7 separate regions of the Mus musculus genome follow, and all the other regions are linked to region 7. The links are chromatin contacts, called in public HiCAR-type and promoter capture Hi-C maps. All regions are on one chromosome and are shown on one strand. Each heading gives the region's core, a stretch centred on a gene start, on an enhancer-like site or on the middle of the called end of the contact. The rest is flanking DNA. Distances are from core to core; before and after follow the strand shown. Region 1 holds the start of 1110032A03Rik (RIKEN cDNA 1110032A03 gene). Region 2 holds the start of Bco2 (beta-carotene oxygenase 2). Region 3 holds the start of Pts (6-pyruvoyl-tetrahydropterin synthase). Region 4 holds the start of Dlat (dihydrolipoamide S-acetyltransferase (E2 component of pyruvate dehydrogenase complex)). Region 5 holds the start of Nkapd1 (NKAP domain containing 1). Region 6 holds the start of Ppp2r1b (protein phosphatase 2, regulatory subunit A, beta). Region 7 holds the start of Usp28 (ubiquitin specific peptidase 28).

The links. Promoter capture Hi-C pulls out the DNA fragments that hold promoters and counts their contacts. HiCAR-type assays count read pairs that join an accessible place to other places.
Region 1: a contact with region 7 is called in a promoter capture Hi-C map of pre-B cells, with 6 times the contacts expected there. The contact joins the promoter of 1110032A03Rik here to the promoter of Usp28 in region 7. A contact is called at or near these places in 6 of 39 promoter capture datasets (cranial neural crest, embryonic stem cells, erythroid cells and 3 more), 1 of 484 Hi-C or Micro-C datasets (B cells), 3 of 115 datasets of contacts at active chromatin or transcription factors (astrocytes, cardiomyocytes and pancreatic cancer cells) and 1 of 9 other capture datasets (liver).
Region 2: a contact with region 7 is called in a promoter capture Hi-C map of the C10 cell line. The contact joins the promoter of Bco2 here to the promoter of Usp28 in region 7. A contact is called at or near these places in 6 of 39 promoter capture datasets (the 3T3-L1 cell line, the C10 cell line, cranial neural crest and 2 more) and 2 of 115 datasets of contacts at active chromatin or transcription factors (astrocytes and epiblast stem cells).
Region 3: a promoter capture Hi-C map of hippocampal neurons shows a contact between it and region 7, with 5 times the contacts expected there. The contact joins the promoter of Pts here to the promoter of Usp28 in region 7. A contact is called at or near these places in 14 of 39 promoter capture datasets (the 3T3-L1 cell line, 3T3-L1-derived adipocytes, the C10 cell line and 10 more), 4 of 484 Hi-C or Micro-C datasets (B cells, CD4 T cells, CD8 T cells and 1 more), 7 of 115 datasets of contacts at active chromatin or transcription factors (cardiomyocytes, embryonic stem cells, extraembryonic endoderm stem cells and 4 more) and 3 of 9 other capture datasets (adipose tissue, embryonic stem cells and liver).
Region 4: a contact with region 7 is called in a promoter capture Hi-C map of hippocampal neurons, with 3 times the contacts expected there. The contact joins the promoter of Dlat here to the promoter of Usp28 in region 7. A contact is called at or near these places in 5 of 39 promoter capture datasets (cranial neural crest, embryonic stem cells, hippocampal neurons and 2 more) and 4 of 115 datasets of contacts at active chromatin or transcription factors (cardiomyocytes, embryonic forebrain, embryonic stem cells and 1 more).
Region 5: a contact with region 7 is called in a HiCAR-type map of astrocytes, with 5 times the contacts expected there. The contact joins the promoter of Nkapd1 here to the promoter of Usp28 in region 7. A contact is called at or near these places in 7 of 39 promoter capture datasets (3T3-L1-derived adipocytes, cranial neural crest, erythroid cells and 4 more), 2 of 484 Hi-C or Micro-C datasets (CD4 T cells and muscle stem cells) and 5 of 115 datasets of contacts at active chromatin or transcription factors (astrocytes, embryonic stem cells, extraembryonic endoderm stem cells and 2 more).
Region 6: a contact with region 7 is called in a promoter capture Hi-C map of pre-B cells, with 8 times the contacts expected there. The contact joins the promoter of Ppp2r1b here to the promoter of Usp28 in region 7. A contact is called at or near these places in 2 of 39 promoter capture datasets (liver and pre-B cells) and 1 of 9 other capture datasets (liver).

Annotation. Positions count from the first base shown.
Region 1 is chr9:50,765,687-50,769,567 of GRCm38.p6, reverse strand. 1110032A03Rik (RIKEN cDNA 1110032A03 gene) reads left to right here and starts at 1,384. Exons shown (of 4, transcript NM_023483.4): 1 at 1,384-1,710. The coding sequence starts at 1,669. Fdxacb1 (ferredoxin-fold anticodon binding domain containing 1) reads right to left here and starts at 1,330. Exons shown (of 5, transcript NM_198675.2): 1 at 1,113-1,330; 2 at 724-880. The coding sequence starts at 1,284.
Region 2 is chr9:50,553,358-50,556,876 of GRCm38.p6, reverse strand. Bco2 (beta-carotene oxygenase 2) reads left to right here and starts at 1,739. Exons shown (of 12, transcript NM_133217.3): 1 at 1,739-1,856. It overlaps Il18 (interleukin 18), which reads right to left and starts at 2,177. Exons shown (of 7, transcript NM_001357221.1): 1 at 1,900-2,177.
Region 3 is chr9:50,527,369-50,530,828 of GRCm38.p6, reverse strand. It overlaps Pts (6-pyruvoyl-tetrahydropterin synthase), which reads left to right and starts at 2,173. Exons shown (of 6, transcript NM_011220.3): 1 at 2,173-2,272. The coding sequence starts at 2,193.
Region 4 is chr9:50,657,592-50,661,518 of GRCm38.p6, reverse strand. It overlaps Dlat (dihydrolipoamide S-acetyltransferase (E2 component of pyruvate dehydrogenase complex)), which reads left to right and starts at 1,739. Exons shown (of 14, transcript NM_145614.4): 1 at 1,739-2,328; 2 at 2,730-2,831; 3 at 3,230-3,354; 4 at 3,521-3,674. The coding sequence starts at 2,053.
Region 5 is chr9:50,615,172-50,619,163 of GRCm38.p6, reverse strand. Nkapd1 (NKAP domain containing 1) reads left to right here and starts at 1,700. Exons shown (of 6, transcript NM_212449.2): 1 at 1,700-1,936; 2 at 3,605-3,681. The coding sequence starts at 3,613. Pih1d2 (PIH1 domain containing 2) reads right to left here and starts at 1,843. Exons shown (of 6, transcript NM_028300.2): 1 at 1,566-1,843; 2 at 515-718. The coding sequence starts at 691.
Region 6 is chr9:50,854,909-50,858,639 of GRCm38.p6, reverse strand. It overlaps Ppp2r1b (protein phosphatase 2, regulatory subunit A, beta), which reads right to left and starts at 1,716. Exons shown (of 15, transcript NM_028614.3): 1 at 1,542-1,716; 2 at 714-804. The coding sequence starts at 1,655.
Region 7 is chr9:48,983,207-48,986,878 of GRCm38.p6, reverse strand. It overlaps Usp28 (ubiquitin specific peptidase 28), which reads right to left and starts at 1,494. Exons shown (of 25, transcript NM_001359739.1): 1 at 1,342-1,494. The coding sequence starts at 1,398. It overlaps Gm51673 (a long non-coding RNA gene), which reads left to right and starts at 1,750. Exons shown (of 3, transcript XR_003948157.1): 1 at 1,750-2,051; 2 at 2,375-2,463.

The sequences.
Region 1 (3,881 bases), core at 135-2,634, 1.8 Mb before region 7:
TTAATAGCCAGTTTATAGATTGGGGTGGGAGGAGAAGCAGGTAAGGGCTACACCTGACGACAGTTTTAACTGGTAAGCAGCGAGCTAGGATTTGAACCTAGGCCATGTGACTCTTAAATCCAATCTTGTCGTCATCAAGCTATACTGACTCTTACGATTTGCATTTTTTAAAACCTTTTTGAGGTGGGCTGAAAGATTCAGCAGTTAAGAGCACTAGCTGTTCAAAAGTTCAATTTTCAGTACCCATATGATGGCGACACCAATCAGTACTCTAGTCCCAGGGGAACCAATGTCCTCTAAGGAGGCACACAACTGTTGCACAGACATGCATGCCGACAAAACACCCATATCCATATTTAAAAACACACACACACACACACACACAATTTGGGTAATGGTGCTTGCCACCAAGCCTAGTAGCCAAAGTTCTATCTCCTGGATACACGATGGAAGGAGGACCCGCTTCTGTAAGTTGTTCTCTGACCGCCACACTCATACACACACTAATTTTTGAAAAATAAACTTGCCTTTTCCTTGTAATTTATACTTTAACATCTAGGGTTATACGTAAATCTTTAAGACAAGATTATGGTTTTCTCTGGGTTTTATCTTCTTTCCTCGTGTATTCTAGCAACTTATTTCCCCAACGACAAAGTTTGTGTGCAGTGATTTGGTTATGGGAACCTGGAAACATTTTCTATGCCAGGACTCGTCTTGCCTCACCTCTGGAAAAACTTGGCAAGCAGTTCCCTGTTCTTAGCTACTCCAGCTTTTCGTCCACAGTGCGGGAAGTTGAAATAAATTCGATCAAAATCCCTATCGTCGGCTGGCAAGGCATGTGACAGCTGGGTACAGTCCACACCAAAACGCACTTCGACACCTGGCAAGGTTTAAAGGCGTGAAATAGAGACCAAAAGACGTCTTAAGATCTGTAAACCTGGACAAACACCACCACTCAATGCATGGTTGGGTTGCCAACAATGCAGCCCAGCCCAGACCTGAGCACACACGCGCATCCGCCTGAGCGCCCCCAGGAGGCGCCCTCGAGTTCCCCGCGCGAGCCACACCCTTACGCTCCGGGCGGGCCCTCGGGGCGGGCTGGGACTTGCTACCTCGTTCGCGCAGGCGCTTTAGGTTCTCTAGCGCTACCGGATCTCCCTCCAGAGCCGCCCGGTGCTGGAAGCCGGTAGCGGTAACACTGACGCTGGGATCCAGGCCGTCGATCAGAGAAGCGGCGAAGGAGAAATTCCCCTCCCCGACCAACAGGAGGCGCCGGGGAAGCATGGTCTCCTCCGGCTTACCTGCCGGCGCTCTCCGGGGCGCACATTTCTTACGTCACTTCCTTCGCGTGGGCCTCGTCTCCCTCCCCTCCCCACTCCACCCGGCACTAAGTGATGACGCATCAACAGCTTGTTACCAGGATAAACATTTGGAGCTACTGCTCGGGAGCTTCGAGCGGGGAAGTAAAATGGAGCTCTTGGCCTTGCCCCTTCACCTTTGTGCGCCTCCAAAGGCTCGTTTTCTTTTCAGTACTCGGACGGCCCAACACGGACGGCCCTGAGCGTCTTCGCCATTCTTGCTTGAAGCATAACTGTCACTAACTGAGGGGTGAGACGAGTCCTGCGTATTCCAGAGGCTCAGGACGCTGTAACTGCACCATCTCCTGACATGGCTGTCTCCTGTTCTCTCAACCACTCAACATATCTCCAGGTGTTTATATATCCTATTTTCAAGAAGTAACATTGAACGCCTGTCTTGTTCCATAGCACTGTGAGAGCAACTAGGTGTATGGATGAACTGGAAGTGGCCTGCCTGCTGTCAGATGACAAATGCACACAGCAGAAGAGGCAACTCGAATAGAATGGGGTGTGTACCCACCGTGAGTGAAGGAATTCGGGATACTATGAATGAAGCATACACAAGGGGAAGCCCTACGAAGCTGGGGAAGGGAGACATAGATTCCCTGAAGTTAGCCTGAGCTGAAAGCTAGTTGGGGGAGGGGAGCTCGTTTTAGTTAGGTAAAAAGGATTAAAAAGGCAGAAGGAACAATGTTCATAAAATCATAGTTAAAAAAAAAAAAAAGTTATGTTTGACTGGTTGAACACAGTTGGCCGGGAGACGGACTAGCAGGTGACACTGTAGAGTTAAAAAGGAAGCCAGACCAAATTGAGTGTTTTAACCATTTAATAGCCTAGACCCTATTCTGAGAATATAGAAATATATTATAGAATATAGAAAGCCACTAAATGACAGCCAGCAGGAGGTCTCAAAATGTAAAATGAAAAACTTTGAATTCATTTGAGAAAAAATGAAGCTACTTTATTGATTTGGTAAGGGCTTTTTGTCCTTGACAATCCTGATCAGGTGACCTTCAGAAAAATCAACTTTCCTCCCAAAATCACGTTTGAAAAGACAATCTAGCACTCTAACATTGATCAGATGGGCGTGTCTATCTGGAAGTAGTTAGCTAAAAACTGAAAACCAGCCACCACAATAACCAAGTATAGCCAGCTGTGGTGGCACACACCTTTAGTCCCAGTACTTGGGAGGCAGAGGCAGGTAAATTTCTAAGTTCAAGGCCAGCCTGGTCTACAGAGTGAATTCCAGGACAGCCAGGGCTACACAGAGAGACCCTGTCTCGGAAAAAGGCCAAGTATTCCATTTCTCATTACTAATGAATGATTCCCATCTCAAGAACCCACCCTGGGCTGACCTAGCTAAAGAATACTCAAAAGACCATAAAAAAATGTAAGGATGCTCAAGAATTTGCAAAGAAATATGGGAGAAAGTGACCTATAGACTAAACTGCCATGAGTGGTCCCAGCAAGTTAGAGCACAGACCCCAAACTGTACTCAAAAAGGAGAACTCTCTGGGAAGCTGACTTGTACCACCACCTGTTGTTTGCGGCAGTTGCTAACTTTGTAGTTTTCTTAGTCAAAGGTAGTCTAGTTAACTTGTAAAATAGGACTTAAAAGTCCAGGTGTTCTAGACTGCAGAGATGGCTCAGTGGTTAAGAGCACTGACTCTTCTTCCAGAGGTCCTGAGTTCAATTCCCAGGAAGCAGATGGTGACTCACAACCTTCTGTAATGGGATCCAATGCCCTCCTTCTGATATGTCTGAAGACAGCTACACTGTAGTCATATACATAAAATAATCTTAAAAAGAAAAATCCAGGTGTTCTAAAAACAGCAACCACTATTTAAACTTTGAAGACAATATAATTTGTTTTCAAAAGCCACTTTCCTATGGAAAAAGGATTAGTCATGAATAAGATTGATGACAAGGAAACCTGATAAAAGGCTGCCTGCAGTACAAGGGACAAAAGAGACAGTGGTCTGAACTGGAAATTGTCAGTGAAGATGAAAAGTAGTGGACTGATTCAGAAATCAGCAGGACTTAGTGACTGACTGATCAAATGACCAAAAAAGAAAAAAAAAAAAAAAAAAAAAAAACACCAGCCCTATTTTTCTGTCCCTGATAACTGAGTGGATGTCTGTCCTTCTGGCTATGGCCAGTATCACCTCTAAACACTAGGCCTGTTGGGCTTTCTGGATCCACATACCCAAGTCATGCTGTTTGGTGACATCATGCATATACCTTCACAAAGGTAGATGATGTGAGGGCAGTCACCTACAATCCCATCCTTCACTGCTGTAGTATTGGGTTTCCCTGTGAAAAGGCAGTTGGGTTGTGTCTCTCAAACCATGGTCATCTGTCGATGGTGATCTTTGTTTGGAGAACTTGAAAGGTCAGGTTTGGAGACATCATTAACGAACATGGAACTGCCATATAGAAATCGCTTTTACTCTCTGAGATGTTCCAGCAAATCACTGTATTCACCATCAAGTTACACGTCGATAATACAGGTACCATCTTGCT
Region 2 (3,519 bases), core at 490-2,989, 1.6 Mb before region 7:
TAATAAAAATTTGGCTTAAAATATTTTCTTATGATAAAAATAAAAACTGGAAGTTACTATAACCTGGCTATTTTTTTATTTTTTTAAGTGTCATGCTATATGGAATCCAGGTGAATTCATGGTGTACCTGACTCAACCTCCCTACCTAGTATCAGCATTAAGGTTATATTCCAACAAGTCTGGCTGTCAAGTGGCTTTTTACCTATTAACCACATTGATTTGTAAAGTTTATGAATTATATTTAGAAGCTTTAGTTAGAGTGGATGATATGGAAAGGAAATTAGTAATGTGGGACTCAGGAGATCATGGCTTAAACATGGCTTCAGCAGGCCACTCCTATCTTATGATAATATGAAGTGGAATTTGGTCTAGAGAAGTGGTTTTCAACCTTCCAAATGCTGCAACTCTCCATTACAGTTCCTCATGTTGTTGTGACTCTCAACATAAAATTATTTTTATTTCTGATTCATAACTGTAATTTTGCTACTGTTATGAATCAGGATGTAAATATCGGTGTTTTCTGATGGTCTTAGGAGACTCCTGTGAAAGGGTTGTCTGACCCCAAACGGGTCATGACCCACAGGTTTGAGAAATGCTGGTCCAGAGGATCTCTTAGATGAAAAATTCCTCCTCTATTCAAATAAAGCACATTTATGATTTTATTAAAAATGGTCTATGAAATATATAACATTAGTTGGCTCCAAAAAAATCTATCTCCACTTTTTATCATATAGACAATTGGTCTTTTCTGTGTATATTTTCTAATATAAGAATAGGGCACCACAAGGAATTTGTATTTTTAAATTAGGCAGTATCTTTTTACCTGGATGCTTGTAAACTTGTAAATTTTCATTCCATCAAGTTACATGTTTGTTTGAGGCAGGACCTATGAAACCCTGGATGGCCTAGAACTCACTCTGTAGGCCAGGCTGTCCTTAAGCTCTCAGAGAATTCCAGCTGCTCTGCATAGATTGCTAGAATTAAAAGAAAAGAAAAAACAATAACAAAATAATGGGGTGCTGAATCTCATTTTTTGTTATTTTTGCTTCCAAGCAGTGTTTGTTATTTAGGTTCTCAAAGATACTTGTTAAAATAATAAAATTATGTACTGTGATATGTATTTATGGTCTCCTGTCTGTGCTTTATTGTGAGAGAATGCTTTTCATAAAACTAATGAATATCACCTTTAATTTCAGCACTCAGGAGGCAGAGGCATGTGGATCTCTGTGAGTTCGAGATCAGCCTGGTCTACAGAGTGAGCTCCTAGACAGCCAGGACTATACAGAAAGACCCTGTCTTGAAAACCCAGCTCAACGCAAACTAAACCAAAAACAACGCCCCTCCCACCCCAAACACCTAATGAATGTAAAAGAAAAGGGATGAGAGGAAAGGGAAAAGGGTGAGCTATTGCCTGCCAGTCTAAATTGAAACTTCATTCTGTCTGAATCATTTCAGAGGAGAGAAGTTGTACAATGAACCCCTGAATCTGGTTCCATGGACTTAGCGGCAGGTGGGGGCAAATTCCAATAAGGAATGGTTAAGGAGGGAGGCTATTATTGGTCCAATTTTAATGTCAAAGGTTAGAGTTGGTTAGGACACTTGCCATAGAACTGAGACTAAGTTAGTGTTTTGAGCCCCGCCTCTCCTTTTCCCTCCCCTCCAGTCCCATTTGATCTCAGAGCCAGGGACAACCCAGGCTCATTATTTACTTAATCAGGCCAGTGGCTGCAGATTCAGAAATCTCAAGACCTGAGTTAAGAACTGAGTTAAATACTATTTCTCAACTGTTTCTGCGTTTCCTCAGCAGCCTTCTTGACACCGCAGGGTTCTTCCTGTGGCAGTGTACCATCGCCCAGGTAGGGGACTCCCCTCTACCCGTTCCTTTCCTGGGCCACTTACCAGTCTGCAGTTGGACTGCTGCGCCCGGGGCCTGAGGATTATAGCAGGCTTCCAAAGCCTCTTTGTGTGATGCAGGCAGCACACCACAGGGGAGAAGTGAAAGCAAGCTTGTTTTACCAACCACAGGATTGGTGTACTCATCGTTGTGGGAACAGCCAGTGTTCAGTCAGCTAATGTGACGCACTGGGGCAGGATTCAGCCCAGAGATCTGATTTGTCCTGGATGCCTCAAAGGGTTTTTCTCTATCCTGAGTTTTCCCAGCTGAAAACCACTGCTTTGTATTCGGATGCAAATGTTTGGTTCTCCTATTTGCATTCTGGGGAACTGTCTCAAACCCTGTGGTTTTTGTTCTGTAGCTTTCTATTATAGTTACTACTTCAAGGATTTATTTTCAGTGATTGGTTAATTATAGAACTGCCAGAAATGGCAACAATATGCACAGTTAATTATAAAGTTATTTAACCATAGTAACTTATATAGTATGCTGTATTGTATGTAAGGCAGCATGCTAGGTGCTAGGAGTGGGGAGGTATAGCTAGACTTTGTATTCAAAGAATACTGCCAGGAGAGGTTGTAAAGTGCACTGGCCTTTTATCACACAGGACAGCAAGATAAGGGCCACCAGAAAGCTCTCCGAAGTTGTAGCGAGGAAATGGGAATTCGGTGCTTAAGAAGCAGGTGACCCAGAAATTGGAACTTGAAGGTTGAGTTGCATATGCAAGTTTCATCTGAAGGAGATGAGAAATATCCTAAGTGAAGAGAATAGAATGGTCATGAGACTAGGGAGCAATCCAGCTAGGCTGGAGTGAACAGCTAGGGTGGGCTGAGGGCCATACGAGGTCTTTAAGTGCCTCGCCTGCTCAGGTAGTTTCAACAATTACAAGTGATTTGTGATTGAATGGATGGAATTCACATGGAGGAATGAATGATGCAGCCAGATTTACATGTAGGAGATTTAATATTCACATTATTGCACTGGTGGAAAAGCATCTTCCCCGCTCATCCAGATAAATTAGAATCTCTAGACCTGATGAGAGCTGGAGGCAATTGTCTGAGGTCTCTAACCCTTAAGATGGTCCAGTGGCTCCAGGAACTCATCTCACTAAGTTTCTCTTTCCAGACTTCAACTGAGAGGCTGCCAAGAAAGAGTCAAGGGCCTGAGTTAGGCAGCAGGAAGTGACACATAGGAAGGAGAAGTTGAGGTACCAGGGCTGAGGAAGATGGGCTTCGGATAGGAAAAAATCTGTAGTCCCAGGAGAGAGACTGATGAAGACAGAGTTACCCGTGCAGAATTTTGAGCCTGGGGAATTTATATGTAAGCCACAGAGTCATCTTTTTTTCAAATTTCCCCTACTGGCCTGTGCCACTGGGGTCAGAAGAACTGTGCTGTAAGGAGAGTGAGCAAAATGAATTCAGTGCCCACAGAGAGACTGAAGCGAGATGTTTGCTGGTGGAAGAGCTGATTCAGAAGAGGAGATAAAGAGTTGAGAGTCGGGTCGAAGACATAACTGGAGAACTTACGAATCAAGATGAGATTACTAAGGGCCAACGTTGAAATTAAAGGGTAAAGGTCCAAGGTTATACTTTGACATTTCCTTGGTGATAAGAGGTCAGTAGAGG
Region 3 (3,460 bases), core at 924-3,423, 1.5 Mb before region 7:
TCTAAATCCCATTAACCCTTTCCTCTTCAGGGAAGTGTACCTTACACATAAATGTCTTGTGTAGAGGTTTGCACGGTGACAGTAACTTATAGGGCTAAGTCCTGTGTGTGGTTTTGTGAGAGGCAGAGTGTGATGCATAGACAGAGCTAAGATTACAGATGTGGGAGCACGGAAGCCAGTCACCTTGAGAGGATAAGTCTCTGGATGTTCGCAGATGTCTATGGGGAAAAAGCACCCCATGTATTTCCTCAGATCAAACATGGAGGTTTAACATAGCTTGTCTAGACATGCAGGCCCGATGGGTTCTAACTTCTGAGAAGCACGCATACCTGAATGCATCTCTTTCCTGCACATGAACCTTCACTTTATCTCAACACAGCAGTGGTACTCAGTGCATAAGTGAGAGGAAAAGGAGAATGAGAGGGCCTGCTCCTGGCTCAGCCTACAACAAGAAAGCAAGATGCAGAACGGAATGTAAGATGGCCAGGATTGGCTTCCTCCTCCTCCTCTTCCTCCTCCTCCTCTTCTTCTTCCTCCTCCTCTTCCTCCTCTTCTTCTTCCTTCTCCTCCTTTCCTTCCTGTGTGCATAGCACCAGAGAGTAGGCCACACTTATCTGGGCAAGCAAGACTCCATTATGCCTGAAAATGTTATTTTAACAGTTGGGAATTCCTTTCTCTTGGAGAAAAACTAGATGGGAGGGGAAAGGCAGGGTCTCTTTTCCGTTATATGTAGAAAGACATTTACAATTCTTCCACTACTTGGTCTTCAGTCAATATTTCCAATACACTCTCCTCCGTTTTGCATGCACCCCAAGGTAGCCAAGAATTTGTCACTGTGCATTAAGCAAGCTACGTTTCCACATTTCCTTTGCTTAAACTCTTTCCTCTTGGGATTTTCTATTTACCCATCTGTTGGACTCCTTAAAACCCATCTCAGACTAATTTGCTCTTGGAAGCTTTCTTTTACTCTCTGACACAGAAATGGTAATTTTTCACTTGACATATTATTTGTTGGACTGCCCCCATTAAACTGAATTTTCAGATAACAGGGACCATTTTGTTGTTCTGAAGTACATGTGTCTAATACTTAAAGCATCTGGGATTAAGGTCTTAACTGTGGTGGTAATGCAGGCCCTTAATCCGAGCATTTGTGAGGCAGAGGGGCAGAGGCAGGTGAGTTCCAAGCCAGTCTGGTCTACAGACCAAGTTCCAGGACAGCCAAAGATACTTGGGTAAACATTTTTTTTAATTTAGTTTTTAAAATTTAATTAATGGATGGGTGATGTGGGGGCTGCCTTGCCAAAGGTGTCCATTTGAATTATGTATAGGATTTTATCCTTTTGAGACGGACCTTGAGCTTGTCACCCTCCTGCTTCAGCCTCAGTGCTGGGATCACTGATATATGCCATCTCTGACTGACAACATTTAATAGAAGCTAACCTTCTGAGACAAATATCTAAACACAGAACCAGCAAATGTTGCACAAGAGCGGTTGGGATTACACTGGAATACCTTTCCATTTCAAAAACTCTGAAAGCCAGGAATCTAAAACCAGGAACAGCGTATTCCTTCTGAGGGCTCTGAACGGTGAATCTGTTTTCTGGCTGTCTCTGGTTTGAGGAAGTCTCTTTGTATGACATTCTCTCACTTGGATATTGAGATGTCAAAATTTTCCTTTATTTTCCACTTAAGCTAGTGTTTTACTATGTTGCCTAGAACAGATCGGGACTCCTAAAATCAATGCCCCAGCTTCAGCCTGCAGGGTAACTCTAATGACAGTGCATTGCCATCCTTAGCTGGGGTTTCTTTTTGGTTAAGGACACTTTCAATGTGGTACCGGGCTGGAGAACATCTGATAAGGGCACCCAGACATTGGATTTGTCAAACCCAGGACTGTCAAAAATGAAGCGAAAGAAGAAGACACAAACTAACCTGGCAATTTAAAAATCCAGGCCTCTGGCTTCTCACCCACCCACTGGCCCCAGGTATTTCTGACTGCCTAGCGAAGACTGAACAGCAGGGGGCGCTAGTGTTTGCCTCCAAGTCGGCCGAAGGGTGCCGCGAGTCGAAACCACTCCCAGGAGTGCTTTCGGCAGGGAGGGCCGAGTTTGCACTGCGCAGCCGCGGGGGCGGGACTGGCCTCGGTCCCGGAAGCCGGAACCGCTAGCTTGTGAGTCTTCGGTCCGAAGACCATGAGCGCGGCGGGTGACCTTCGTCGCCGCGCGCGACTGTCGCGCCTCGTGTCCTTCAGCGCGAGCCACCGGCTGCACAGGTGGGGTGTGCCCACGTGTGTCACCGCACGCGCGGGTCTTGTCCCGCTATGTCCCTGGGGGGCGTGGCCACGCGCGTGGGTTAGAGCCGAGCTGGGGCGGGCCGAAGAGGAAATGGTGAAGGTGCGGAGCTGCACTACCGGCACTCACCCGGGAGAGGGCGGTATAGCTCCGATCCCGGAGGATCCACTCTGGAGAGTTTCCCTCCAGAGGTTGCCCACATCCAGAGGTACAATGACAGGAGCATGGGCTACCGGGTGCAACCCAAGGTAGTTTTCATCCCCCTTTTACCAAAAAAGTAAAACCAGCCTTGATACTTTCCAAAGGAGCAACACAGTCGGGAATTGAATCCCAGAGAAACAAGACCGCACCTGAGAGTTGGTTTCAAAGGGAGCTTCGTTACTCACTTGAAGGTTTGCTCTTTGGATCTGCATGTCATCATCAGAGAACGGCCTTTTCTAACAACAGGGTTGTCATAGGGAACAGCTGACACTTGTCATCCCTCTACCCCCACCCCTCCGTGTGGTCAAGTTGGGTACAGTGAGAATTTTCTTCAAAAGTCTTGTGAGCTGTACTGCTCTAAGTGCGCAGTAGGAGAGAGTGAAGGGGATAAGAAAGAGTTTAAAGAATTTAAATAAAAAGTTGTGTTTGTGTGTGCTTGTGTGCTGTGTGCACAGCTTGCACGAAAGAGTCTGTGGAAGCCAAAAGAGGATTCCTTGAAACTGGAGTTACAGGCTTCTGAGCTGTCACGTGGGTGGGCTGGGACCTGAACCCTGGTCTTCTGCAGTAGCAGTAAGCACTCTTAACTGCTAAGCCATCCTTCCGGCCTCTCAAAAGGGATTTTTATAATAGGAAGCTTACACACAAGGTTAGTAAGGATGCACAGATAAGTTGACTGATACAGATTCATTAAGCTAATTGTTTTCTGTCTGGAATGACAGCCATGTGTAGTAAGTTTAAAGTTTCACCTGACTTGAGTGTCCTGGAACACATTGGTAAGGTTTCCACTAGGCAACTGCTGAGGCAGAGGAGGGCAAGATTGTGAAAAGAAGAGCCTGAGGTCATTATTTGTCAGGAGGAATGACGTTTTTAAGCCGCTGGAGGATATGTATGTCTTCGTGCTTATCACTGCTCCTTGCTTCATCTCTTATCCCATAGCTAATACTCAGGGCTTGTTGAATTGGAAGGTG
Region 4 (3,927 bases), core at 490-2,989, 1.7 Mb before region 7:
TAATCTGATGTGTGTACCGCATCAGAAGGTCTGTTCGTGACTGCACAGCATACAAAGGTGACGTCACCAAGTGTTGATGCTGCTCAGTGACACTAGGATAGAAAATGAGGGAAAATATACAATATTTATCTGAGACCGAGTTAATTTGCTTAATTAAGTTGCATCCATTTTGTGAATGACAAACCCCATTATTTGTGACTGAAAAAAAATTACATTGTGTCTATACCCATTTTCAATAGACATTCTTTTAGGATGGACACATAGTTTAGTCCTATAAATGAGATACCCGTGTGAACTGTGCTGTCAGTCTAAAAAAAAATCGCTTAAATAGTTACTACAATACATAGAGTTGATTTATAGTTGTCAATATTGAGGATGCTGCTTCAGATAAATATGTACCATATGAGCTGGCAAGATAGCTCAGTGTTGGTCTGGAGAGATGGAGTTGGTTAGCATATACACAGAAAATAATGTCATAATTTAATATATATATATATATATATATATATATATATATATATATATATATATTATATATATACATAGAATAGGAAAATCTAGGGAGACATTTACTGGAAAATTTAGTCCTAATCTCAAACCAAAATTCACTGATTGATTTTCTATGAAATTCAAATCAGCCACGGCAATTTTAAAATCCAAATACTCATAACAATTCAACCTAAAGATTATACTACTATAATGTTTATATAGAAGGGATAACTGTGGGAAATGTCTTTCTGCAATTAAATCATTATGCTCACGTGAGAGCAGAACACTTTGTACAGTAAAACCAGTGCGAATCACACCATACACGGGGAATCTGTGCCAAGGTGTTTCAGGCAGTGTTGGCTGGCCTCGTGTGACACCGAGGGCATGGCAGTACAAAGGGCACGGGTGTCCTCACAGCCACAGCTGCAGCGACGCGGTAGGATTCAGTGTAGGCAGCAGTAGTGAGAAACAACCTAGGTTGGCGCGGCTGGGTTCGGCAGCTTTTCACTGTTGCCATTTTTTTTCTTTTGACCCCACATTGTTACTCCATAGTTTAAGAAAGGTTTCTGTTGTTGTTTTCCTATTGAATTCACAGAACTGCGGGACAGCACGACAACGACTTTCGCAAAGTTGTATCTTAAACCTTTCTTTAAAAAAAAAAAAAAAAAGAATCTCAGTATGTAGCCCAAGCTGGCCTGGCAATGAACAGCATTAAACCAGGCTGTCCTGGAATCTAGGGTTCCACCTGCCTCTGTCTCCGTAATGCTATAATTAAAGGAATGTGTGTGTGTTAAAATATTTTCGCTATTTAAGAGGATACGGTGGAAATCTGGGGGTAATAAAACTGCTTTTTACAAACAAGTATCTTTATAGAGGAAATATAATTAGTCTTCTGTGACTAACTGGAAATGTGAAAATGTACCTTTCTCTTGGCTGCCCTTCACATCATTTGGCTGAAAACCCTGCTGCTCCCGTTTCCGGTGGGTTAGGGACCTAGGACAGCCTGCACGGGGCGGGCTCTGCAGCCAAGGGTCACCCCCTGATCCCCCGTCACTCGAGGGCCTTTCCTTTCTCCAACTTTCCAAGGTGCGCCCGCACCCATCGACCTAAAGCTTTGCATTACTGTCAGCCCGGGCTCTTTTCCCCAGCTTTTTCTTAAAGCAAAGGCGGTCGTTCCCTTTGGCACCGCCTCCCTGCCCTCAGGCTGCAGCCGGTCCGACTCTCGGGTCCCTTAGAGCGGCCCTGGTCCGTACTTCCCATCCTCTGCGACACCTCTCCTAGGGCCTTTCCCGTTTCTCCCAAACGTGCACCGCCCCCGCACTGCCTCGCAGCGCCTTCGTCACCGCAGATCCTAAGCGGCAGCCTCCCGTCCCTCTCGGGTGTCTCCGACGCGTCCCCCCCGCAGAGGGGCACGGAAACCCTACGTTCCGGTCGCCCGTCCAAGCAGCCGCTTTTACGACACTGCGCGACCGCAGTGCGCGGCTGACGGCAGAGCCGCGCTGCTCTTGGAGAGGTCACTCCGGAGACGGCGGAGCCTTTGGGGCGTGGGGGTCGGTGGCAGTAATGTGGCGCGTCTGTGCGCGGAGGGCGCGGAGTGCTGTGCCCAGGGATGGGTTCAGGGCTCGGTGGGCGGCCTTGAAGGAAGGCCCCGGGGCCCCATGCGGGAGCCCGCGGATTGGCCCCGCTGCGGTCCGTTGCGGTAGTGGGATCCCCCGCTATGGGGTCCGCTCCTTGTGCGGCTGGAGCTCCGGCTCCGGCACTGTCCCGCGTAACCGCTTGCTGCGACAACTCCTGGGGTCGCCCAGCCGCCGCTCTTACAGCCTCCCTCCGCATCAGAAGGTGAGTGACCCACCCTGGAGCCTGTTGTCCTTCAGAGCCCGCTCCTTGGCGTGGGGAATCCTCCTTGAGAGGCCTCCGACAGCCAGCTCCCTCCCAGATCTATTACGGTCCCTCGCCCAAGACCTTCCCAGTGGGCATCTTTTCTATTGAAAGAGGTCTAAGCCTGCGGCTATGGGCAAAAGGTCTGAGAAGTCTCACGTGCTTTCTCAGATCCACTAGACTGACTGGAGGATCAACCTGCCTCTGAAAGTCATGAATTTCTGGAGTGCTAGATCTCCCTTTGTATCTCCAGTGAACAGTTTGAAATGTGACTCAGTAAATACTCTGCATGAACTTGGGTGGAATGAAAGCACGCCGAGGGCTAAGTATGCCTGTTTAAATGTATGCTTCTTTTTCTGCAGGTTCCATTACCTTCCCTTTCCCCTACAATGCAGGCAGGCACCATAGCCCGCTGGGAAAAAAAAGAAGGGGAAAAAATCAGTGAGGGTGATCTAATTGCAGAGGTAAGTCTTAAAACACGCAGATTTTACCTAAGGGAGTGGCTTTGCTGAATAGACTAAAGCTTAGCCTTCTGGTAGGTAGTTTCCTCTTTCTCTTTAAGAAGCAGCTCCCCTCCCACCTCCCCATTTATTAGAGATGATTGGTTAGCTACGTTGTCAGCAGCTAGCTAAATTGTTTTTGAGATCACGGTGTAACTCTGGCTGGCCTGCAATGCTCAGAGATATCCCCCCCCACCCCCAATGTTACAATGTTAGCAATGCCTAGCTTCTACCCAAAATGTTTTTAAACCGTTCTTTCAAGTCTGTGGTAGTGGGTTTTATCTTCGTATGGATTTCTAGACACATTCCAGTTAACTGCCTCTTGGCAGTACAAACCTAAGCCAGTGCTTTTGTGCTAACAGGTTGAAACTGATAAAGCCACTGTTGGGTTTGAGAGCCTGGAGGAGTGCTATATGGCCAAGATCCTTGTTCCTGAAGGGACCAGAGATGTTCCAGTTGGGTCCATCATCTGTATCACAGTTGAAAAGTGAGTAAAAACAAAAAGAAAAAAAAATCTTTGTAATTTGTGAACATTTGTTGCTTTTAAAGCATTTCAACTCAGATTGGAAGTTAAAGACATGTGAGGACTCGCTGGGAGGTTAGGGATTGGATTTGCTTTATAAATTCTATATTTATGTATTCTTTTTCTTCAGGCCTCAGGATATTGAGGCCTTTAAAAATTATACATTGGATTTGGCGGCGGCAGCTGCCCCACAGGCAGCCCCAGCTGCAGCCCCAGCTCCAGCTGCTGCCCCAGCGGCACCTTCTGCAAGCGCTCCCGGTAGCTCCTATCCTACTCATATGCAGGTAAGACTCAGCCTCTGAGTGCCGGCTCCTGGTGACTTGTTATTAATTATTTTATTGTCATTTTTCTCTATGGGTGGCTATTGTACTCTGAAAACGTGTCATTAACTATAAGTGCCTGTCATTCAGCCGTATTGAGAGATTTTAGCTGTGAAAATTATTCTTGTTGTTTCTAAGTGTGTGAGCCTGGACAGTTTCTTTAACCTTTCTCGGCTTTAGCCCAGGATACAGGATAATGCTTGGCTTTTCTCTTTCA
Region 5 (3,992 bases), core at 451-2,950, 1.6 Mb before region 7:
GGATCTCAGAGTTCAAGGCCAGCCTGGTTTACATAGCATCAGACAGTCAGGACTACTTAAAGAGACTTGTCTCAACAAACATACATTCACTGCCTCTGGGCCAGTTTGATGGCTCAGTGGATCAGAGCACCTGGCTCCAGGCTGATGGCCTGAATTCTTTCCTCACCTCATCGAAGGCGAGAGCCTGCTCCCCAGTCATCCTCTGTCCTTGCACATGCACTCTCTTGAACCCACACACATATAAAATACATTTAAAAAACCTTAATTAATTATAGCACTATTTTCCACCTATCAGGACAATAAAGTTGCATTAGGGGATTTCTAAAATACCAAGTATGAATTTCTTATTTTTACTCCTTCAGTGAAATCTTCCATGTGGTTTCATTTTCTGTTCAGAGAGTTTTAGTAAACTTCTCTTGTGTTAAAGTAGCGCTAGAAAAGGCTACTGTATCCCCTGGCTAACCCAGAGTAGTTTTACTGAAGACCTCTCCTTCCTTGCATCAGTTCTACATACTAGGATCTTGGTCTGTATGCAGAGTTGAGGTTCTGGGTTGACACAGAGCTGTTTGCCATCTTTCAACTCCTGCTGAATGAAGTTCCGGTAGCGCTCGGGGTCATTTTCAGCCAAATCATCGAGCATATTCCAGAACTGGGAAATGTGGGTAAGAAGACCCTTTGAGGACACCGTCATGATGGTGATGAGACAGGCCTTTGGAACCTGCAGAGAGACAGGACTTGAGAAAAGGCATGTAAGGTATTTACTGCCCTGTTTCTTCTTTCAGGGAAGGAGGAAGGCTTTTGCAAGTGTGCTGCGGGTCTTAACTAAAAGATTGCACACCCATACTGCTTTATCTTGGCTTTCCTACAGTCTGTGAGTAGAACCACTTCCTAAATTCCTACGTTGTACCTGTACTTCCGTCTGGTCTTCATAAATACAGAGGGAACAGAAAGGACTTTTGTTCCAATAGTTGGATATTGGCTGACTTGGTGCCTTCCAGACCTGGAATTGTGAGGTAGGGGTGTGTGTGTGTGCGTGAAAGAAAGACGGGTAGAGAGACTGGGGTCGGGGGAGACAGATACATAGACAGACAGTATAGTAGTTAAAAGTAGGCGCACTGGAGCCAGTATGCTTACGTTCTTGCAAACTTCAGACATCTATGTTGCCTTGAGCAAGCAGTGTATATACTCAAAATAAAGATGAGGGGGCTGGAGAGATGGCTCAGCGGTTAGGAGCACTGACTGCTCTTTTAGAGGTCCTGAGTTCAAATCCCAGCAACCACATGGTAGCTCACAATTCTATAATGAGATCTGGCGCCTCTTCTGACATAGAGCTATATATGCAGAACACTGTATATAATAAATAAATGAATCTTTAAAAAAAAGATAAGGATTAAGAACACTAATATTTAAAGCTGGAACATTATGTGAGAGCAATAGTCAAAGATTCCGCCCTCCTTCAATCACCCTCCTTCTGCAAAAGAGAAAGTTCCCAATATTTTTAAAAAGAGGTTTAGAGTCTTCAAATTATATATTAAAGTTAGATTAAATCAACAACGAATACACACTTAATCCAAACGTGGGGGAAACGCGCACGTCTTCTCTCAGTTTGCCGACAAACTGCGACTCCGGTTACCATGGTAACCAGTCCCGGTACACCATCTAACTGGGTCCGGAGAGCGCAAAGTAGAGCTGTGTCTCTATATCCAGTTCCGGTTCTCTTCTCCGGGTCCGGACTGGCTCCTCCGCAGGCCGTCCCGCTTGTCTCTCGGGAGAGCGCCGCCTTCCTTCCTGCACCCGTCAGCTTCCACGGCGACCGGCGAGCCCGCTCTGTGGGAGTCTCCGGTGGGAGGGAAGCGTTTCTCCGGAGCACGACTTCCGGCCCGGAAGGAAGCCGCCACCTTTTCTCCCACCCCGCCACGCGAGGCTGCGGCGCACGGTATGGGTGTGTGTGTGTGTGTGTGTTTGTGTCGGGAGGGCGTTGCGAGGGAAGGCCGCCGAGAGCGCCGGGGCTGCGGCGGGGCAGGGAGCCCGCTGACAGACATGGGGGCGCTTTCCCCCACGTCCCCTTGGAAACCTCAAGCTCCCCCCGAGGCACTCTAGATACTTCCTGGGGCCCAACGGAAGGCCGTGCCCAAGCCCTGTGTCCCCATTCTGTCCCGGGAGTGAAAGCGAGCCGCCGGGCGCCGGCCCAGCCCAGCGAGAGCGGGGAATGCCCCGGTCCGCCCGCCCGCAGGCCGCTTTCCGCGCCTGCGCCTCCTCTGGCCTGGGTCCCCGAGAGCGAGCCGCCGGGCGGGCTCGGCTGGGGGAAGGCAGCCGTAGCCTGGGCCTCGGGTGAGGAGGGCACAGTAACCGGTGGGAAGGCTGCGTTTTCACGAAGGACTCGGGTGAAGCTGCAGAGCTGCCTTTCAGCCCTGACTCCTTGGCTTCCTGGGTCGGAGGAGATCTTGTAATGGAGTGGTTCTTCGTCTCACACTAACAGGATGCCTGATTTCCTCAGGATCGAGGGGTGAGTGAGCATCGGGACAGTGGCACCAAGCCCCTGCTAGCTACACATGTGAATATCGTTGTCTTCTGGGTTTTGGAAAGTTCCGTACAGTGTAGGAAACAAAATGTCCTGAGTAGAGATATTTAGGTCATCTAAAAACTTTTTTACAATTCAGTTTATTTTTTTACTGTTGACATACGTGGTGTTTGATGCCTTCAAATCTTCGTGTTTATATCTTTGCAAGCGAATTTTGGGGAGTTTTGAGATTTGATTTCTAGCCGGGACACTAACACACCCGTTGCCTGAGTCCATGCAGCCTGGGGGCAGGTTACGGCTTTAAGGAATTTGATTTTGAGGAGTTGGGGTAGAGTCCAAACTCGGGGATCCCCATAGGTTAAAAGGCCAACCGAAAATGTCTGGGGAATCATATTGTATCTGTATCGATCACGTACAGACCTTTCCCACTTTGGTCATTATTTTAATCTCCATCGTAACATTTACATAACATTTGCATAGTTTTAAGTATTATAATTAATCTAAATACCCTCACTCATCCTAACTGGAAGAGCATGTCTGTTGGCAGGTGGTGGCAGTAAGAAGATGAGTTAAGGGCTGGCCGAGGCCACTTAAGAACCTGACTAAAAAAACAGTCCTATTTTAAAATACACAGGAGCATAGTTTCTATACAAATATTATACTAGTCTAAAAGAGGAATGAGCGCCCTAGGATTGCTTTGTGTGTGCATGGATGTCACCGAGGGACTTTATCCAGGGTAGCTCTTAGGCTAGGCAAATGCTTTACCAGGCCATACTTGGATTTAGTACCTTTAGGGTCCTGGAACTGATCCGTCATGGATCTTGACTACTTGACAGAGAATCGTGAAGACTGAATAACATGGTGCTCATGGAAAACAAATTTTGAGCAGCTTTGTGCAATTTTAAAGACTAATGTACATCATCCCTTCATCCTTACATGCACCATAGTTGGGTATCATAATGGTGAAAGGAAAATTTTCCCTTCGATTTTCTAAGTTCAGTGATTTTTTTTTCTTTCTTCACTTCTTTGTTTCTTTATAATTTACTAAAAATAAATTTATTGCATATTATTGGTTCATTTCAGATTAAAGAATGTCCCGGGTTCCGTTGGGGAAAGTCCTCTTGAGGAATGTCATCCGGCACACAGATGCTCACAATAAGGTAGGCAGTACCGCCTAGTGACTGCCAGCATTTCCTGAGGGCACACAGTAAACCATGAATTATGTAGGGAGTTAACAAAGGTGCATAAGAAACAACCATAGTTTGAAAGTACTGTAACATGAAGATACTTACAAAATGCTTTAGTGTACCAAGGAAGGAATAAAGAAATCTGCCTTGGGAAAATTAGAATGATTTCACAGAGTGAATGGTCTTTGATATTTGAATTGGTACTTGATGTTGATGGATAAATGTTTACCAGGTGCATTGCTTGCTTTTGACTGAGAATCCTCTGTACAAATACAGAGCAACAG
Region 6 (3,731 bases), core at 467-2,966, 1.9 Mb before region 7:
CTCCCCTACCCACCCACTCCCACTTCTTGGCCCTGGCGTTCCCCTGTACTGGGGCATATAAAGTTTGCAAGATCAAGGGGCCTCTCTTCCCAGTGATGGCCGACTAGGCCATCTTCTGCTACATATGCAGCTAGAGACACGAGCTCCGGGGGTACTGGTTAGTTCATATTGTTGTTCCACCTATAGGGCTGCAGACCCCTTCAGCTCCTTGGGTGCTTTCTCTAGCTCCTATATTGGAGCTATATTGGAGCTGTGTTCCATCTTATAGATGACTACCACAAGTCTTCCTGAATGTTTCACACAATTATTAAGAAACTCACATCCTGGAGCTGGAGAGATGGCTCAGTGGTTAAGGGCACTGGCTGCTCTTCCAGAGAAGCAGCGTTCAATGCCCAGCACCCACATGGCAACTTAACAACTGCCTATAACTCCAGTTCCAGGGGATCTGTCACTTTCACATGCAGGCAAAACACCAATGCATATAAAATAAATCATTTACAAAGAAATCCATATTTCACATCAATCACCTTCCCACTAGCTACACGGTTTATGTTTGAGTATGTCTGACTATATGTAGCATTTCTATACACCTTGCAGAAGGCAAGGCTCAGTCTAGTACTTATCGCTACTCTAGGTAACAAACTAAGAAAATTAAATAAAAATAGTTTAAAAGCCAATAGAAATGGAGCGTGTATCTTTCAAGGGACACAAACCTGTAAGGAAAGGCAGCAGTTCCGTTCGAGTCCTTTCTACCCCGAGTGCTAGAGCTATAGTTGATAACTTCTTAATACTGTTGAGACGGAGCTTTAAAAACAAAGTGGGAGGGAGAACAAAGCAAAGAGATGATTGCAATTCTGGTCAAAGAAGCAAATAGGTGAGATACTGGGACACAGTATAATGATGAATGAGCCTTTCACTTAGATCTTAATCCTAGGAAAACTCAAGGACCGTTTAACACGTCATTAGCCAGAAGCTATCTTAGGGAGAACACTGAAGGGCCGGGGAAGAAACGAATGAATGAAAACACGCGGACAATGAGAGGGTCTGAAAAGAGAGAACTCTGGATGGAGAGAAGTGGGTGAAAGAAACGGTTAAGCACAACTCCTCCCTTTTCAGGGAAAAGTTCTATCACAACTGATGCACCACTCATCTGGGTTAATCAGCCGCCGCGCTCTTTCCACCCAACCAGCCCAGCTAGTTTGCCCGGGGACGGACACTCCGCATCACTTCAAAGGGAACGGGGGCCGGGGGCCGCTCCTCCGCTCCCGGCGGCCCCGCAGCCCGCCTGCGCTGGTCCACCCGAGGTGCGAACCGGTTCCCCGCCCACTGCCGGGAGCAGATGGACGCCACCACCCCAGAGGGTCGGAGGAGGGCAGCGGAGCTGAGACGGACCACCGCGCACCCGCCGCCCCACGCCTCCGTCCCGGGGCTGAATACGACTCTGCCACCCCGGGGGTCGCCCCCAGGGCTGAGCCGGCCTTTCCGCTTCCCTACCATGTGCGCTTCCGCCCTCGCCTCGGCTCCCCAGCCCAGCCTAGTACCTGCACGTCCTCATTGCGGAGCTCGTCGATTAAAACCGCGATCGGGTAGAGCGAATCGTCTCCATCTCCACCCGCTGCCCCCGGACCGGACCCTGGCCCTGCTGCGCCCGCCATGTTCTTCCTCCTCTGGCTGGTCGCCGCCGAAGGCCCCGTGCCCAGACCACGCCCCGCGCTCAGGCCACGCCCCGCGCTCAGGCCACGCCCCACACACAAACAGGCGGGGCTAAATCCAATCAGCCGGCTCCGAGGAACTGATGGAATCAAGTTTTTTCCCTGCGCGTGGAGGCTCCGGCCTGACCCCCATTGCTGGAACTGGAGGTCTGAACTCCAGAAGAAGGGCGGGCCGAAAAAACCAATGGAACCCCTGCATCCTTTCCCCAGCCGAAAGAAACAAGGGCAGGGATTCATCGTCTCCTTGCTGTGCTCTGAAGGAGACGGGCCTTAATGATGGATGCCGAGCCTCAAGTAGAACTCAGAGACAGGCCAGGAGGAAGAAGCTTTAACACCTCCCCCTCCACCCCAACCTCCACCCCCACCCCCAGGCTTCATGCTGGCCCTGAGCCACTGGGTCTTGGTCTTAATTTCCCCTTGGGCGACAAGCCTCTACACGCGCGCGCGCGCGCACACACACACACACACACACACACACACACACACACACACCTTCCTCTGGCCTGTTTGCCAAAATCGTGGCTGGCTCCTGCTCCTTAAGACAAATAATGAGGGCGGTGAGAGAAAATGAACAGTGCTGTCCAAACTCCCCAGTCAATATTTTTTCCACGCAAGCTGTTCAAAACATGCTGCTCTCTTGTTTTTGTGTTTCTTTTCAGTGTGGTACTGGAATGGCGCCTTCTGTTGTATTGTCTTCTCTTTTTTTTTCCTTCTTTACCAAGAAGCACAACAACCTAACATAACTGGGCCCAGTTTTACTCACCCCAGTTCGGTGCGGGTGTAAACTGGCCTCCCTAGACCTCCAGGAGTCCCCCTAAAGGACTCCAGGAGGAGGTGGGCCTGGGCCTTTTTACACAGAACTTAATGGAAAATGTTCCACTTGCCCTATGGAATGGCACAAAGTAACTATCTCTCCTTTCGACTTAGATATAAGCAACTTAGATTGGTAGCTCTGTCACAAGTTCTCAGATGACACTATTTTGTGCCTTAAGGAAATTGTCATTAATAAATGCAACTTAGGAGGTAAGTTTTTTTTTTTTTCTTTTTAAAGCATGGGATGCCTACTAGGAGATAGCCTTTCATAGTCAAAGCTTGAGAACCAACAGACTTCAGTTTGCGGTTTTTGTTTTTTCAACTTCTGTCCACGAATGAATGCTTGAAGACTCTCGTTTTATTTTGATAATTTTTAGATTCACTTACTTAAGGCATGGTCTGGACTGCTGGGGTGGCTATCTTTTTTAATTACAAAAACTGTGTATATGTGTGGTATGTACACACATGAGCCACTGAACAAGTGTAGTCAGAGGACAGCTTGCGGAGTGGGTTATCTACTTCTACCAAGTGGGTTCCAGTAACTGAACTCTGGTTGTCAGGTTTGGTGACACATGCCTTTATCCACTGAGCCATCTAGCTGGCCCCCAGGGACTACCTGAATCAGCCCTGCACAGGATTTCAGCACCCGTATTTGCGTGAGTTTCAGCACAGCTTTCATTGTTCTGGGCTCCTAAGAAATGAACAGAGGTGGAAGCTAAATGAAAAATATGTTTTTATGCACAAAATGGAAGACAGAGGGTACCATGCAATTACAGTCTCAATGGCTCTAAACAAGGTAAAAAAAAAAAAAAAAAAAAAAAGGGGGAGAAACTGGAGGCATGAGCAGAGCAAAGCCTAGAGAAGCTGAGCTTGGGCCAGCAAGCCCAGACTCCCAAAGCGTGGCTTGGCTTTAGTGTCAGACACATTTGTCATACTAAATTACAAAAATATCAACATTATTGATTTTAATAATATTGGCCTTGTGGCTTCATGTATATTTAACTTGTAAATCTGGTTTTGTAGCTGTATAAAGACTAGTTTTAAGAGAACATAATGTTGGTTTATATTTGAAAATTTAAGTAACATTTAATAATTTGACTGAGTTCTCGGGATTTTTTTTTTTTTTTGTCTTTAAAAATGGATCCAGCCATGTTTAAGGGTTCATGCCTTTAACCCCAGCACGAGGAAGACAGAGAGGCAGGTGGG
Region 7 (3,672 bases), core at 245-2,744:
GACGGGCCCAGAACAAATTTAAATATGACTTGCTCTCCCTCAAAATAGTATCAATATGACTGTCTCAAAACCAAATCTCACCACCTGTTTATAAGTCACTGTCCCCAACACAAGTAGACTTGTGGGGAGGAAAACAGAGAAAAATACAGACCCAATGTCCAAAAGACACTGTTGAGTAATAAACAATTTTTATCTGATCGCCAAAAAAAAAAAAAAAAAAAAATCCACCTACTTTCATTTTACAGGCCAAGACTTAGAGATATCTTTTTCTACATGAATTTTAAAGAGCCTGCTATGTTTTAAACTTGTAGTCTGGGGGTGTAGTGCTTGATTATCTCATGCGATAGGCCCTAGGCTTGATCCTCAGCACCTCAAATTATTAAAATTTAACTATAGAAGACATTAATTATAGAATTTAATTATAGAGTTTTTCTTAGCAGTATCTCAAATTTTTATTCTAAATATTTTATAAATTTTCTCGACTGCAAACTCGGTATTTGAATCCTTGGTATAGGTTTTCCATTTTGTCATTTAAAAAGTGCAGTTCTTGAGGGACGAGGATGTTGTGTTACGTTATAACATTCCAAAGTAAAACTGGATGACAGTCTCAAATTGCCCACTTCCCAAGTTTCTTTAAAAGACATTATGAGCCTTTTGATTTTTTTTCCAAATCAGTGTTACTAAAGGCCCACCATCTAAGCCCTAAGAGCCTTGTAATATTTTTCAACCTTTTTATATTACTAGGAACATAGTAAAGTGCCTTCTATTCATTGTGCTTTTCTCTCCCCTCCTTCAAAACCTACAGTGATCAATGAGATAATTCGGGAAGCTGATTTGTTTCCGAGGGAAAAAAAGAACTGAATGAAAAGCGGGGCGGGAAAAGGGAGGAGTGGGGCTCCGGGTCTTTTTTGCACTTTGTTGATAAACGCCGGCTTTAAGTGAGATAACTTAAGTCTGCGTTAGCCTCAGAGAAGCCACTGCCATAAAACTGATTTGAGAGTCAGAACAAGGCACCGTGGCCGTGCTTTTGGGAAGTTTTTAGCTGCTGGGTCGGGCCCGGTGCACACTTCGGGGTGACCTCGCTGCCTACGATCTCACGTGCAACCCCTCCCGTTAGGGTCCCTAGCACCGGGTCCCACAATCCCGCTCGGAACCTTAGCTGGCTTATACACCCAGGCAACCTCACACAGGCTCGCGGACCCAGCCTCGCAAAGTCCCGGGAAGACCGGGTTGCTCTCGCCCTAGCCCGCAGGCCCCGGCCTCTGTCGGCCCTCGCCCGCTTGGCCCGCCGCGCCCCTCTCAGCCGGAACCCGGGCCCCGCTACCCTCACCCGCCGCTCACCGAGCCATGGCCGTCCGCCGCCCCCGCCGAGTCGTCCTGCTGCAGCTCCGCAGTCATGGCCGTGGTGTCCCTCCGCGTGTAGCCCCACTCTCGTTGTCGTCTTCGCCGCGGTCGCCACCGCCACCACCACCGCCCCCGAAGCCCGGGAGCACCGGGAGGCACCGCCCACACGTCCCGCCCCCGCCCGCGGCGCGCGATGGAAGCCCCGCCCACGCCAGCCCGCTCCCAACACTCCCCACCCACAGCACGCGGCAGAGGCTCCTCCCACGGCGTTCGCTGGATGCCCCACCCCCGCCAGCCGACTCCCACCCATCTTGCGGCTTGCGCCGGAGACCCCGCCTACATGCCCCACCCACACAGCCGAGGTTCCCTCTCCCAAGGCTCCGCCCACGCCAATTTAGAGCCCCGGTGGCCCCGCCCATACACTCTGCTCACGCCCGCAGCGTGCGCCAGAGGCGTCACCCACGCGCCCGCCCCTGGTTTGCGTGAGCCGGAGGCGGGGCGTCTTCGCGTGCTCTGGCCCACGTGACCGCAGCCGGGCACAAACTAAGGGGTCAGCGTCGCCTCGCCAGCTGTTGCTATTTCCGCCTTAGGTGCCCAGGAAGTGGGCGGTGAGGCCTCTGGGTTTCCAAGACTCCTTTTTTACTCCATCCCGCGCTTGCTGAGCCTTGCATCTGCGTCCAGCCTGCCCCCAGCTCCCCATAAGCTTGGTAAGGCTGCTGGGTTCCTTCTGCTGACAGATTTTCCCACCAGACCTCTTAGCCATTTCCTAATCTGGGGACGCGAAGAGAAACGTAGACTGACTCGAGTGGTTTGTATAAAGACAACTGAATGGCCAGGACCTTCACAGAGCTCAGCATCGTGTCTTAATCCTGAACAGTTGCCCCATGTTCCAAATTCCCGTTTTCAGGCCATGTGTGTAATAAGCTGTGTTGACTCTAGCTCATGCACTAAGCCACCTACCACCCCTTTTAATGTTTGGGAAGAGGGTTCTTATTGTTGGTGATATTGGTTTGGGTTTTTTTTGAAACAGGATGTCACGTGGATTGGACTTGCCTCAGACTGTGTAGCCGTGGTTGGCCTTAAATTCTTGGTCCTCTGCCTCCACCTGGTCAAATGATGGTAAGTCTTTACTGCCATGTTAAACTTAACACTTTGAGATGATCTCATTAAGTTCCCCAGGCTGGCTTTGAACTTTCTATACTTCTGCCTTAGTCTCCTATGTGGAATAAATTTGGGACCTGTGTCTATCAGGTCCATCCTTGTCAGGATTCTCTGAAGACAGAACCATTAGACTTGATAAAATTAGAATGGGAGGGCCCTGGAGAGATGCCTCAGTAGTTAAGAGCATTAAAAAGCACTGGCTGCTCTTCCAGAGGTCCTGTGTGTGGGAAGCCACATGTGCCGTTGCAGGGTGGCGCTGGCCACCACGCATAAGTTTGGGTAAACAACCAATGTGTACATATGCAGTAAAGTTTTTCACCAAGTCACTGCCTCGCCCGGGCATGATAATGAGGCTCCATGAGATACTGAGAGAATAACCAATCAGATGGGGGGCATGCAAATGAGGTATGATAATGAGGCTCAGTGAGGTACTGAGAGAGAATAGCCAATCAGATGAGGAACATGCAAATGAGGTGGAAAGCATAACCAATCTGGGTGTGAGACACGCCTCTCCTAGGCCTATATAAGCAGCAACAGTTCTGGGTGTGGGGGTCTTTTTGCCTCTGCAATCAAGCTCTCCCAATAAACGTGTGCAGAAGGATCCTGTTGTGGTATCTGCTTTGCTGGCGAGTCGGGCACTCACAAGAGTCCTGAGTTGAATTCCCAGCAACCACATGGTGGCTCACAACCATCTACCGTCTATTACCCTCTTCTGGTATTCAGTTGTACATGCAGATAGAGCACTCCTATACATAAAGTTTTAAAAAGTAATAGAAAATTATAGAGAGACTGATTAAGTTATTACTGATTATACAATCAAAGGCAGGTGTGTCCAGTGTCTGTACACACAGGAGAGCCAAATCACAGAACAAAAGAAGTCAGTACAAGAAACTTGAATTCCTAAGCCTCGCCAGTAGTAAACCGTTTATGTGGGTGCTGAGACTCAAACTCGGGGCCTCAACAAGGGCAGTGTATGCCTTTAACCACTGAGCGGTCTCTCTAGCCCCATTTTCTTTCTTTTTTTTTTTTAAATTTTTATTTGGTATCTTCCTCATTTACATTTCCAATGCTATCCCAAAAGTCCCCCATACCCACCCACCCCCACTCCCCTACCCACCCACTCCCTCTTTTGGGCCCTGGCGTTCCCCTGTACTGGGGCATATAAAG